Regions from separate parts of the Rattus norvegicus genome. Here regions 2 and 3 are each linked to region 1. A link is a contact called in public Hi-C data. All regions are on one chromosome and are shown on one strand. Each heading gives the region's core, a stretch centred on a gene start, on an enhancer-like site or on the middle of the called end of the contact. The rest is flanking DNA. Distances are from core to core; before and after follow the strand shown. Region 1 has its middle 59 kb from the start of Trnat-agu8. Region 2 overlaps Arl15 (ADP-ribosylation factor like GTPase 15). Region 3 holds the start of Fst (follistatin).

Region 1 (4,439 bases), core at 659-3,158:
GGGCGGAACAGTAAGGCAGTCAGCACACAAGGCGATGCCTCTGTCTGCAAATAGAGAGACAGCAATGCACGTCTTAAAGAACACAGAGCCACTAAGACGACAGCAGCAGTAAGAAAAGTGAAGCTTTGGTGTGGCCACCACTTCCACCAGCTACCTGCTACGGAGAACTCAGTATAATAATCTAAGGTAGCCCAGTTAGCAAGCAAACATCAGGAGAGGGCTAGATGGGAAATTAATTATACATGAAGAAAACAAGCAAAGAGAAGAGGCTAGAAAAAAACCAGCCAAAACTCTGGAAGTGAAAAATGTAATGACCGAAATAAAAATTCAGGGAGCAAACAGCAGACTCGCACAAAAGGAAGAAGAAAAGAAACTGGGGCAGCAGAAGCTCTGGATGCTGCTTTTCATTCCCTGGGGACGTTAGAGATGTGAGGACCAGCCTTCTCATCCAATGGAATTCTAAGATAAGGTGAAGGCATCTGGGCTTTGTTCTAAATTCTACCTCTTGTTCAAGGTGGAAACTTAGCATTTCAGGCTGGCCAAAGGGGGTGGAAGGGATTATCATTCCCTGAATGAGACAATGTATCTTTCCTTCCCAGAAACAATTTCTCAGCTCCAATTGCTGGGGACACTTGCAGAGCATGCCACCATGCTAATCTGACCTCTGAGTTAGGACTCAAAAGAGCATAACTCTGCCCTATTTGTTCCTCAGATACTGACCCAAAGCAGAACATGCTTTCCTTGGCCCTCTGGGCTTCCCCGTTTCTTTGAAGATCTTTTGTCACGTGGTTATCTACAGACCTCCATTGCAAACTGCCTGGTTTTCTCTCGTCTCCATTTTCCCTTCTGTCAACTGTGAAGTCTGCAGCTTCCCTGCCCTGTGGTTTTTCTCTCGCACGCTAATAAACTTGTCTTTGACCTTCCTTTCGGGTTCATTGTGAAATGACTTTATTACTGAGAGTAAGAGCCCCAAAAGAGAAAGCTATAGGCCACAGGCATGTTCAGAGAGGATTGGAAAAGAAAGAAAGGTAGAAATGTAGTCTAGAGAAGAAATAACCAAAGTCCATGGGGGGAATGAGTATATGCAAAGCCCAGAATACTCTAAGCAAACTGAAATAAGGTTTTCATGGAGACACAGGATAAACATATTGTCAGAAATCAATGACAAAGGCTCTTGAAAACAGCCAAAAAAAAAAAAAAAAAAAAAAAAAGACTCACTGCTTGTAAGGGAAATCCCCATATGACTACAAGCAGATTTCTAAGCAGAAACATTTAGTGCAGGAAGGTTAACTGATACAGACAAATCAAAAAAAAAAAAAAAAAAAAAGGGGGGGGGGGTACAAGTCGGCCAACCAAAAATCCATCACAGCAAAGTTAGCCCTGAATCCCGATATGGGTGACAGAGAAGGCTTTCCCCAACTGAGTAACAGAAAGAGATTCCATCCTAAGATCTGCCACATAGCAGGCAGTTGAAGCAACAGATAGTTAATTATCGACATAAAACACACAAAGACAAAACTCGGCATCCGGCAAAAGCCGGCATCCACACAAATTCAGAATGTTCTAACCCTCACCAGGACATTGCTCCAGCCTCCCCTTCACCTCCCTTCCTGGTGCTCCCCCTTGAAAGAATTCAGATGAGACACATGCAGCCCAGAGCAGAAGCTAAGCAGGGTTTATTACAAGATATAGTGGACTGAGTGGGCGACGGCCAAAGGGAGCTACGTGTTTAGGTAGGCTTTGTATTGTTTCTAAATCTTGGAACAGACATCGCTCCTGAGGGACGGTTTATGTCTAGGTGACTGACAGTCCGGTGTGGGTTGGCTCTTAAAGGAGAAGTTACAGTGTGTGAGGCCTCCGGTTAGATAGTAAACTTTTGACCTTCCAGCCAGCTCAGAAGTCCGAGTCTCTACCCAGGGCCAGGGACGTGACTCAGATTTCCTCCTTTGGATGAGTAACATGTAACAGACTAGCAGATTAGAACAAATTGCAGCAAAACCCAAAATGAATCTAAAAGGAAAACAAAAGCCTGGGAGAAAGAGCCATCCCTCTGCTCCTCCGGCGATGCGGTCCCTTGGCCCCGGCGACTTCTACCTTCTTGCTTCTTCTCTTACCTGTAGCTGTGCTGTCGCGGAGACCTTCACGTTTTGAGAGCTGCTGTACTGCATTCGTCCCCTTTCACGAGGGCATTTGAACTGCTGCTGGGACGGCTCCCAGTGCTTTTGCCTGCTACTTTTCAGCCCCCAAATGAAAGAGTCTTAATGGGCCTGAGTTCATTTTCAAGTCAAAGACAGAGCAAGCCTCTAGAGGTCAGATCTGAAGGACCATAGCGTATCTGACATCTTCCACCCATCTCCCCAAGAAAATCCTGAGATCTTTCCCTTTTGGGAAATGGGAAACACCTTGCTTTAAGACAGCTTTTGTCCCATTTTCCCAACTCAAAGCTCTCTCCTCATCTAATCTCTGTCTTCTAATTTGCCTTGGGAGTGGTGACAGGTAATATAGGAGCACCAAGTCCAGGAACAAGTGGACTCCTCTTGCTTCTGCTCAAGTGTCTACAAGCTGGGGGATTACAAGGAAGGAATCCATCATCACTGGCCTTCAAAAATCTGCTGGTCTCTAGCTATCTAGCAAAAGTTATCAAAAATAACCATAGATACAGTATTTTAGACACACCATCAAAAGGAATAAAAACCTGTCATTACAAAAAGAAAAAATCAAATCAACACAAAGAAATGAAGAGTCGAAGACTACACAAGAGTCAGAGAACCATGAATGGCAAATGCTTCCCTATCTACAGTGCCCTTAAATGTCCTTGGCTAAAATTGTTTCATCAGAAGGCAGAGTGCTGGAAGCATTAAAAGATGTGGTGGTTAAAAAAAAAAAAGGAAACCAGACACACAAAAGCCCCAAACTTGGGCATTAAAAACACAAAGTACAAGTGAGATGTGTAGGAGGATGTGGGGGAGTATGGAGGAGCGTGAGGGAGCACGGAGGAGTGTGAGGGAGGGCCACTGGCTATGGTGGAGCCTTGATTGACTTCAGTGAACATAATTCAGGGGCTAGGGTCTGGGACAATCAACAGCCACCATAGCCACTGAGAACTAGTAGTTTCTTAGTCTTCCATTTCCAGAACTTGAATAAGTTTCAGAAAAGACTTTTATTGTGGACAATAGTTTAAAAGCAAACAAGCAAAGCTCTCAAGGGGCTGCCACTCAGGGTCTTTTCTAGAGGTTAATGAGGCCTTTCTGGGTAGAACCACGGGAAAGGAAGTGGTCCCTCAGGTTGATCCAACCCCCAAGTGTTCACTCATCCCGGTGACTTGGCTGGTATTTCGGCACACCTTCCAGGGCGGGAAATGTGTGTGAGGCATCTGATCACACATGTCTCCAAGGCTGATGTGCTCATTGAATTGTCATGTAAAGAGAAAGAAAGATGAGAAGGAGAAACCAGGACAGAAGAGTGCCCTTAAATGCTGCTTGCCAGTCCTGCCCTCTGACCAACAGAGATCTGCTAACAGGACCAGAGGCATCAAGGACAACTGCTGAACTGCTGTATTTTAGGGTCCCCCTGACCCTAAAACACTCATCGACGTTTCCTTCTGTTCATATCAAAAGGATAAAAGAAAAATATTGGGTGATATAGTACCCCAAAATAAGTAAAGTCTCTTTGCTTAGGTAAAATCGACTGTCAAAAATGTCTCAGGCATACCTCAGCAAGCCTTTAAAACCAGCATTCAGAAGGCTGAGACAGGAGGATCACAAGGCAGCCTAGATTATATGAGAGAGTTGAGGAGAAAGGTAAAAGGGATAAGAGAGAAATGAGAAAAGAGAGGAGAAGAGGTTCAAATCTGATCTTCTAGTCTGAAGATTTTATTTCAAAGTTTGTGGTGGGATAAAATGGTTGGCCTTCTGCCCACTAAGGGCCCTATCCTTCTCCACTGTTGTTCAAGTCTTAGCTTTCCCCCTGGCTAAAGGGGAGACACGAAGAACCATCTTAACCCCTAATAATCCTGGAATCACATGGTTAATCCAGTGTACTGTCATCCCTATGGCTTGTCTCAGAAAATTAAAAAAAATAATAATAAAAAAATAAAAAATAAACACCAGCTACAAAACCTATCACAGAGACGAAGGTAGCAAAAATATAATAATCTAGGCTTCAATTCATCAAAAAATTATGTAACATGCATGTGGAGCAAGCCTTTAATCTCAGCAGTTAGGAGGCAGAGGCAGGGAGATCTCCATGAGTTCAAGGTCAGCCAGGGCTATGCAGTGACACCCTGTTTCAAAAATTAAAAACAAACAAAGCAACAACAAAAACTGTTCAAAGTTGTGAGCAGACATGCAGCCAGGGCCACAGCATGCAAATGAAAGCAGACTGATGGGAGTGGACAGCAAAACAGTAATAATTTCCAGCAATAAATAGAGGAGCCCACC
Region 2 (4,439 bases), core at 1,066-3,565, 190 kb after region 1:
GCCTTGGTGCTCCAGTGTTTTCAATACTTGGAAACAATGTGTCTGAGAAAAGATCAGAGGCAGACTTCAGAGGCTCCTGCGTGGACTTGCTCTAGCAGAATAAATTAGCAATGTAATGTCATTTGTTTATTTAATTTCACTTATTTACTTACAAGTTCACTCCCTCAACAAATAAGTGACTAGAGGACAGGCGTTGTTGGAGCAGTTCACAAAACGAACAGAAGCTACACTGGAGCTGATGGAACTTAGACATCTTGCTCATTATTGGATTTAGTGACTCAGCCTGTGCTTTGTTGGGCACAGAACAGTTCAGGCGACTGTTAGCTCCAGAACTGATTAAAGTCTGTTTGAATCCTCGGAGGGTCACTAATGAGCATTACACATGTACTCACAAGTTTCAAAACAACAACAACAAAACATCCACCCACCAACACCTTCCTCCCTTTTCCTTCTACCAGGAAAGATATCCAGTCAAAGTTCGAACAGCAGCAGCATGGGAGGTCATCTGGTTGTACATCTCAGAGGTCATCGAGGGGCTGCTCAAAAGCAGACACTGGGAGTGCTGGGAGGTCACTGATTGAGCGGTAGCAGTACGGGTTTTACTCCCAGGGAACCAATAATCTCTGATCCAGCCTACCTATGCAATCCTTTTGGCCCGGTGGTGGTGGCACACATCTTTAATCCCAGCACTGAGGGGGCAGAGGCAGAAGCAGAGGCAGAGGCAGAGGCAGAGGCAGAGGCAGAGGCAGAGGCAGAGGCAGAGGCAGAGGCAGAGGCAGAGGCAGAGGCAGAGGCAGAGGCAGAGGCCAGAGAACAGAGGCAGAGGCAGAGGCCAGAGAACGGAGAACAGAGGCCAGAGGCCAGAGGCCAGAGGCCAGAGGCCAGAGGCAGAGGCAGAGGCAGAGGCCAGAGAACAGAGGCAGAGGCAGAGGCAGAGGCCAGAGAACGGAGAACAGAGAACAGAGGCCAGAGACCAGAGGGCAGAGGCAGAGGCAGAGGCAGAGGCAGAGGCAGAGGCAGAGGCAGAGGCAGAGGCAGAGGCAGAGGCAGAGGCAGAGGCAGAGGCAGATGGTTCTCTGAGTTTGAGGCCAGCCTGGTTTCAGAAGTTTGTTCCGAGACAGCTAGGGCTACACGGAGAAACAAAAATAATAGTAACGATAGTAAACATAATTCCCTTTCTTATATCTACAGCTCTAGTATTGTTTAATCTTCTCTCCACACCAGTTCACAAGTAAAAAACAAGAAATGAGGCAGATAGAAAGCGAGCCTGAAAGATCCACCAGCAGCTTCAGTGAGTCACCAGAAACACCCCCAGTCTCGGCCACTGGAACTTAATGTGGGGAAGTGCCCATTGCTGGGAGGACTGGTTTCATGCTCTGACCATGCGTTCTGAGAGAGCTGCCTTCAAAGCCTTTGCTGAAAATTTCCCCTCATTACATTATATTCCTGATAATTTCATGACGATCCCAGCTTTCAGGGACACCCAAATCCTTGGTCGCTGCTGCATTCGCCCATCCCACAGGCCACGCCCACGATAACAGCACTCTGAGGGCTTCGAAAGGCCCGGTGTCTAATTCTGTTCCTTCTCAAGTCAGCGCTGAACAACTTCATTCTCCAAGAGAGGCTAGGAGCATCTAGGCTCACGGGGTGTGGCAACACTTAAGTGTCTTATTGAGAAAGAGTTTGAAAATGAAAAGAATTGAAGGGAAAGTGTCTACATGGTCCCGCTGGGAAAGGACTTAAGCCAGCTGAGACACAAGCAGCCACTGGGCCTGCAGGTGGGTGGGGAATGGAACATGTTGACCTGCCCTGCCCACGGCTGCTGATAGGTCTAGGAACATCAGTACAGCTGTTTGGCCAGAATCCCTGGCTCTGCATAGGTTGTCTGGCTGTGGAGTTCTAATAATAAAAATGGTAAAAAGCATACTAAGAGGCCACACCTTTCTGTCAAGAAAGCTTACCCACTACCACACTGAAGAGTTAGTGTCCTGGACTTAGACTGTGTGAGATCAAACAGACTGCTTGACCCCACCATTCTTGGGCACTCTTCTTGTCCTATGTACTGGGCTAAGGTAGCAGAAATAGAAACCTCACAGTCCTTGCAGAAGGTCTAGTGCAAGGAATGCCCATTAGGGTAGGGGTTGGATGTGATGTGTCAGACACATCTGGATTGAGTAGAGTAAGAAGGGTATGCAAAGGCAAGAACCAGGGGATGACACGACCCATTTGGAAAGCTGCAATACCTCACTAGCTGTCACATGTCACGAGCCAGAGTGGCTGGAAACACAGGAGGAGGGCAGGGGTAGGTCACAGAGGGAGGGCCGTCTGTGCTGTGCCAAAGAATGTGAACTTTTATACTTTGGGACATGAGGAGCCACTGCACAATTTGAAGCCGGCAACTGATAAGAACGGATTTCCAGTAGGAGGGGGGGGGAGAAAGGCTTGGGAAAATGTGGTGGCAACAAGGCTAGCTCAGCAACCTAAGCCAGCAGACAAGATGACTGGTCCGAGAATTGCGTGACACATCCAAGTGCCATGTACATGGAACTGGACAAACAGGACAAAAGCAAGAACAGCAACAGTAACACACCCATTCAAGACTCTTCTGGTGCCGAGCTAAAGGTGATGACGGTGGTCCAGCAAGGTTGGTATTCAGAAGGGAAGTCGTGTGTGCAGGAGAGAGACTACCAGGCAAAGCAACAGCACGCGCGTGCTATTTACAGCCAGAGATGTGGGATCAATCATTTGGACAGACGGTGGACTCCAACAGAAGTTAACTTCACACTTTGTCTCTGTGGGAGCCTTCCCACCCAATGGTGACCTGATCCGGTGTAGATAAGATACTTTGTATCGTTCCTCTTTTTTTTTTTTTTTTTTTCCGGAGCTGGGGACCGAACCCAGGGCCTTGCGCTTCCTAGGTAAGCGCTCTACCACTGAGCTAAATCCCCAGCCCCTGTATCGTTCCTCTTAAGAGTCTAACTAAGTACTTTGTAAAAGTCATGGAGGCAGAGGCAGGAAATGAGGAAGAGGAGCTTGGGCCCGCCCATGATAGTAAATAAACTTGTTATTATGTACACAACAAATAAAAATATATTATTGATAGATTAACAAAGTAAATACTGATAAATTCATTACATGAGCACATGCACTCAGAACAAAACCAAGTATTGCTTCATTTGTATCAGTTTAGCTGTCTTCTCCACATAGTGGTTTGCCCCGCTTAGAGATAAGAGGCACCAATAGCTTCATCTGTAAGGTTAGTTATTGCTCAACTGGAAAACATTCCCGTCAGGTCTGTGTCATGAATACCCTGTCTTAGTTTTTATGGAATTACAGATCAATATAATCTCAGAGCCTAAGTCCACACAACTTTGCCAAAATAAACTAACCCAATTGATTGACCCCAGTGATAGAGGAGATCATATTTTGGAAGATGCTATCATAAACTATAAGTCTTTCAGACCCAGGCTCTTTGATGATGAAATTAGAGAAGAAAATGTCTTATCGAGTCACTGGAAGAGAGGTCTGAGAACAATGAATTGGAGGCAGGAGAATCGGGTTCTATGTCATGCTTCCATGGGTGCCCAGTGCGACCTTGGGCAGGCCCCACCCCATGCTTCCTTTGCTCCCTTTCTTCCTCTGTCTCCATGTGGACTTTTAAGAAGTATTTATACTCTTAAGATGAAAGATACAAAGTATGCCACTTAAGTGGAATGGCTGAGTCACTCCACTCAGAATAGGCAGGAAGAACCACCGACCATCCAGCACACCAACTATCTTTATCTGGGGGGTGCTGTTTCCCAGACACTTTGTCAACAAAGGGATTGGGTCACCTGGGCTACCTGATTCCCAACACTTCAATGTAAAAAAGGAAAGTGGAAAAAGAAACTTGGGATGGGGTGGGGTGGGGGGTGGTGGTGGTAGTGGTGTGACTGAGTCCTACAAGTGATCTATATCTCGAGAGAGGATGTCTAAGGCTCGGAGTTTATTGCAAATTCGGGAAGCTTGCAGGTGAATTTGCATTTTTAATAATCACACGGTCGTCACATATTTTCACATATATTTAAGGTTCTGGGATCTGTATGTGTGAGACAGCACCTCAGCCAAGGCAGCTATTACATTTGCAGTGAGAACAAGAGGCTCCTGACATTAAATCTTAACGTCCCCAATGAAGTTGGAAGGTCAGCAGATGGTCTTCTTGTCTTTGCTGAAACTGTTTTTGCTCTCCTTCTGCCCCTGAATTTGTTCACTTGTCCCAGCAACTGAAAGAAAACTCTCAAGAAGTTTGCTAAAGCCTAGGATTTTTTGAAAAATTCAAACATGCTATTCTATATAGAGAAAGTCCCTCTTTCCCCCACACCTTATACAGAAAGCAACCCGCCAAGATCCAGCTCCTTGCCCCATAAAGGGGATAACAAAGTGTCCTTATAACAATGTAT
Region 3 (4,439 bases), core at 1,255-3,754, 190 kb before region 1:
CTAGCAGGGGAAAAAAACATATGAGGTGGGGAGGGGTCAAGTAACAGTAATTGTTAGCTCTCCTTTAAGTAAAATTTCCCCCTGGAATAGGGGTGGGGACAATGAAGGGGAATAAACAAACTTTCCCTGTAGTGTATCACAGTATCTCCGAGTAAAGAAGAAATAGTTCAACTTTGAAATTCTGCAGTTAAGTGGCGGCTCCTGCAAGGGGGACAGTTTGCTATTAATTGTTAATGTCGCCTACCATTAGAGGGCACTAAACAACTCCACATTAATGCGTTGGAGGGAAGAGAAAAGGAAGCGAGGAAAGGGGAGGGAGAATATGGGCAGAGTCCGGGGAGAGGGAGGGGAGACCGAAGCCGGGAAGGGCTGGGAAAGAGAGTTGAGGGGAGTGGGAGGAGGGAGGAGGGAGGAAAAAGCCTGAAGAGGAAGGAGACAGACAAACAGACAGACAGAAACAGACAAAATGAATCTGGAAAGATTAAGAAGGATGTGGAGCCCCAGAGCCGTCTAAAGTGAGCAAAAAGCCGGCTCTCCCGGGTCACCCGCTCCCCTCCCCGCCGCTCCGGTCCTCATGACTGTAATTATAAAGCGAAAAGCGGCGGCGAGGTCACCCGTTTTTACCAGCCTGCTGCACCGAATGCGCGCGGTGCAGGTGCGGCGGCCGCGGGGCTTTGTGATTCATGCCCACTTTCAAAGGGGGGCTTGGGCCCGTCTGAGAGGCACCCAAACAACTGTCTTCTAATATTAGCACGGCTGTATTTCGGGATCTATTATAGTCTGTCCAGACAGATCCCATTGTAATGGGACCTTTTATTAAAAGATTAGCACTATCTCCTGCAGTTGGTGGAAAAAAATCTGTTATCACTGAGTTATTTGCAGTTGTGGAGGGGGTAGGAGGAGGTTGATGGAAGATGGGGGTGGGAGGATGAGAGGAGGACGGGGGGGGGGGCTAAGGCGGGGGTAGGGAAGAAGGGCGAATTTGAAATCCGTAGAGCAAATCCCAATGACCTGGGAATGTCCAAGAATTTTGTCTGCATAGTTCGCTGTTTGTTGTCGTTCGGGCTTCAGAAGCGAAAAGAATAGAAATTTAAAAGGCAGCTTTGAAATAAACAATATAGCATTTTCCGTGAAGTAATCGTTTTATATAAAAGGAAATATCGCCTCCTCAGTTTCATTCAGCCGTGCCAGAAAATGTTATAAATGAGAAGACCCGCCAACTTTCGGCGAAGAATGCCAGGCGTTGCACTCAATAAACTGAGGCTGCAGAAGTTCATTATCATGGTGCAATTTTTTTTAATATGAGAGAGAGAGAGAGAGAGAGAGAGAGAGAGAGAGAGAGAGAGAGAGAGAGAGAGAGAGAGGCAGGCTCAGGACAGAAACTGGGGCGTCTCGGAGCGGGGGAGGAGGGGGGCAGACCGCCTACGTCGGCGCCCCCGCTCGGGGCTGCGACTCCAGACGCGACGAAGTGAAAGGGGAGAAAAGAAAGGGAGAGGGCGAGACTGCCGGGGGCGGCCGGCTCCGAGGTGTTAAACATTTTTGTTTGCCTCTGACTTGTGGAGACCGAGGGCCGCGTCTCCGCAGCGCTCGGCCCGGTGGAAGGTGCCCGGGGGTCGTGGTTCTTAGCAACCTACTGCAGGCTGTGGGGGAGTGGGAGGCGGGGAAGCGGGCAGGGTGGCCGCAAAGTAAGACACACGCATGAGACCTCGGGACATAAAACGTCTCCGGGACCCCGCGCCAAGGCTCTGCGGGAAGGATCCTGAAACTGCTCCCCGGGGCATTTCAGCAGCTCCGGGATCCTGCGGTGTGTTGCACAAGTCTCTCCCGAGCGCTGGAGCAGAGGTGCTGGGGACCAACTCCAGGGGTCCCCGCGCTCCACCGGCCGCCTCCTCCAGAGCCTTCACTTACACGCGCACACACACGCACACGCATGCACACACACACACACACACACACACACACACACACACACACTTGCACGCCACCCCGGGCGCGCCGGCTCCGAGCGGCGGCGTGCAGGACTGAAGTGGATGTTCCTCCCCACCCCCGACGCGTCGCCCCCCAGCCCCCGCCCCTGCCTCCTTCCCCCTCCCCTCCCGCTCCTACGCAAATAAGAACTCGGCGATTCCCCTCCTGCCGCTTTGATTTCGGGCACCTCCGACAGATAATTGGGAAGGGTTTCCAGAAGGTGGGAAATGTCACCTGATTCACACTGAACTTTTAAAAGCTCCCCACCCCCAAAGAGCCGGCACACCCTCGGTCGCCGCCGCCCTCCCACAGCCCCACACACTGGGAGACCGCCCACCGCAAACCTCGGAGACCCCCGTCTAGATTTAAAGCGCGGCTGCGCCCGGCTTCTGACGTCCATTGAATCGCGCGGGCGGCCGGTGGCGAGCGCGGGGCTGCGCCGGGATCGCTGCGCCCTCCGCCGCTCGCCTCTGCGACGCGCGCCGCTCGCCCAAGCCACCCGCCGCCGCGCTCCTCGCCCCGCGCCTGCCCCAGGATGGTCTGCGCCAGGCACCAGCCCGGCGGGCTCTGCCTCCTGCTGCTGCTACTCTGCCAATTCATGGAAGACCGCAGCGCCCAGGGTGAGTGGAGGGGATGCGCCCAGAGGTTCGGCTCGGGCAGGGGTTCTACTTTTCTGTCGTCTCCACTTGGTCGGTTGGGACCGACGCGGCTCTAGGAAGATGTTGGAACCACCCGGCTACTCCTGGAGAAAGGAACGGGAGGAAAAGACTGAAGGCGGTGACACTTTGGGATAGAGAGAGGAGTTTAGAGCCAGGTTATCCTCAAAAAAGAGAGGGCTCGAGTGGGGGAACTGGAGCCTCAGTAGTTAGGGGTAGATGCTCCAAGTTCTGGTCCTAATGACTTCAGATGTTATCTCCCCTGGCTGGCTCGGGAGAAGAGCGAGCATCCATAGCTTGGAGAGTGCAGTCGACCTACTAAGCAGTCTACCCATCTTCCTTCCATATCTTTTGGTGACTTTTTTTTTTTTTAATGACGGAGTGGGGGATGGGAGATACCGAATTTTCTTGGGTGGCTTGGGGGACGTGGTTTCAGAAACTTTGCCCAAACTTGGAAATGTGGGTACTGAAATTTTTAGAGGGAGGTAGTTTTACGCTTAGCAGATGCTCCTTCTACCCCTCTCCCCCAAGCCCCGCGAAAAAGAAGAAAGAACAAACCAAATTATTAGCCCGAAGTGTTTTTAAGTACTTTACAGTTTTCTCCACTTTGCCTCATTCCTGTTAACTTCTGTGAAACAAGCAACCCACGGGCTATTTAGACTCCGACCTGGATTAAAGAGCAAATTTCTGAAGTTTATCATCTAAAATTAAAAATGGATTTATTTTATTACAATTAGTCTCCAGGCGGGATTTTTTTTTAATAATGGTAACCGCGCAGCTTGCGCTCCAATTGCTCGAGTCACTTTGGTGATTCATGAGAAGTCTGCTTGTCCAAAGTCCGAAGACATAAAAAGGGACAGGGGAAGAAACTATCTGTAAAGTGGTTCTTGGTAGACATGAGGTAGGTATGTGTGACCCAGCTCTAACACTGCTGCGTTGCCTGTTGGAGCGGTAAGGTTTTGTGTGTTGTACGCTGCCCTCCCGGGCACCGGCCCTAGCCGTCTGCCCGACACTAGGCTGGGCAACCCGCCTTTCTGATAGGGGCGCTGCCCTGGGTGCCCGGACGTGGGCGCCAGGGAAAGCAGCCCTCGGAGATTTCGAAAGACCGTGGTGGCTGCGGGCGTGCTCCGAGCTGGCGGATTGCAAAACGGGCCCGTCGGGCGGGCTGCGCCTCGAGGCTGCTCAAGGCAGATCCAGGCTGGGCCCGACTGCATTTTTTTTTTTTTTTTTGCTTTCATTTTTCACAAATTTCTTTTTGCCTGATCTGTTCCTGCAGATTCATATTCATTCTCCCTCCCCCCTCCTCTCCTTCGCTCCCTCCTTCCCTCCTTTCCACGTCCCCCCCTCTCTTACTTTCTTAACCCCTGTCACAAAAAATTCTCTTACCGCCTACATGAAACCAACATGTAAAAACATCCGTCGCATCCTGTTTTTGTCAGGTTCTTTAATCTGTTCTTCCAGTCGCTGCAGGTTATGAAATGGGACGAATAAAAGTAAACAGTCTAGTAAAAGTCAATGCAAGCTGCACGTGTTGTGTCTGGGTCACTGGTAACTGACATTGATATGGCTAGGCGCAGCGGCTGCTGCTCTAGCCCACCTCCCACCTCAGTGTCGGGTCTTTCCCCACTCACTCCTTTGGAGATTCTCTCTCTCTCTCTCTCTCTCTCTCTCTCTCTCTCTCTCTCTCTCTCTCTCTCTCTCTGTGTGTGTCTCTTCTCCCTTCCTCCCTCCCCCTCCTCCTCCCCTCCCCCCCAATCGCTTGCTCCCCAGCCCCACCAGGCCTCCTTGCCCGGCTCTAAGCAGCCTTCCCTCCCA

Evidence for each region. Hi-C and Micro-C count contacts between places; a contact is called where the count stands out from the background.
Region 2: a Hi-C map of liver shows a contact between it and region 1, with 2.5 times the contacts expected there. The contact joins two enhancer-like sites. A contact is called at or near these places in 2 of 12 Hi-C or Micro-C datasets (liver and psoas muscle).
Region 3: a Hi-C map of liver shows a contact between it and region 1, with 4 times the contacts expected there. The contact joins the promoter of Fst here to the enhancer-like site in region 1. A contact is called at or near these places in 6 of 12 Hi-C or Micro-C datasets (the A7r5 cell line, the Rat2 cell line, kidney and 2 more).

Annotation. Positions count from the first base shown.
Region 1 is chr2:47,669,845-47,674,283 of GRCr8, reverse strand. No RefSeq gene overlaps it. Among named protein-coding and RNA genes, the nearest start is that of Trnat-agu8, 59 kb to the left of the region's middle. Within about 2 kb of position 1,908, at least 5 of the 93 cell types and tissues checked have an H3K27ac peak or open chromatin away from gene starts, as enhancers often do. A contact at or near this core is called in liver, where this site is marked.
Region 2 is chr2:47,477,012-47,481,450 of GRCr8, reverse strand. All of the region lies in intron 4 of Arl15 (ADP-ribosylation factor like GTPase 15), which reads right to left. The region is part of intron 3 of LOC120100716 (a long non-coding RNA gene); the gene reads left to right. Among named protein-coding and RNA genes, the nearest start is that of Trnat-agu8, 250 kb to the left of the region's middle. Within about 2 kb of position 2,315, at least 9 of the 93 cell types and tissues checked have an H3K27ac peak or open chromatin away from gene starts, as enhancers often do. A contact at or near this core is called in liver, where this site is marked.
Region 3 is chr2:47,861,357-47,865,795 of GRCr8, reverse strand. Fst (follistatin) reads left to right here and starts at 2,504. Exons shown (of 6, transcript NM_012561.3): 1 at 2,504-2,588. The coding sequence starts at 2,504. LOC120100717 (a long non-coding RNA gene) reads right to left here. Exons shown (of 2, transcript XR_005500667.1): 2 at 2,141-4,088.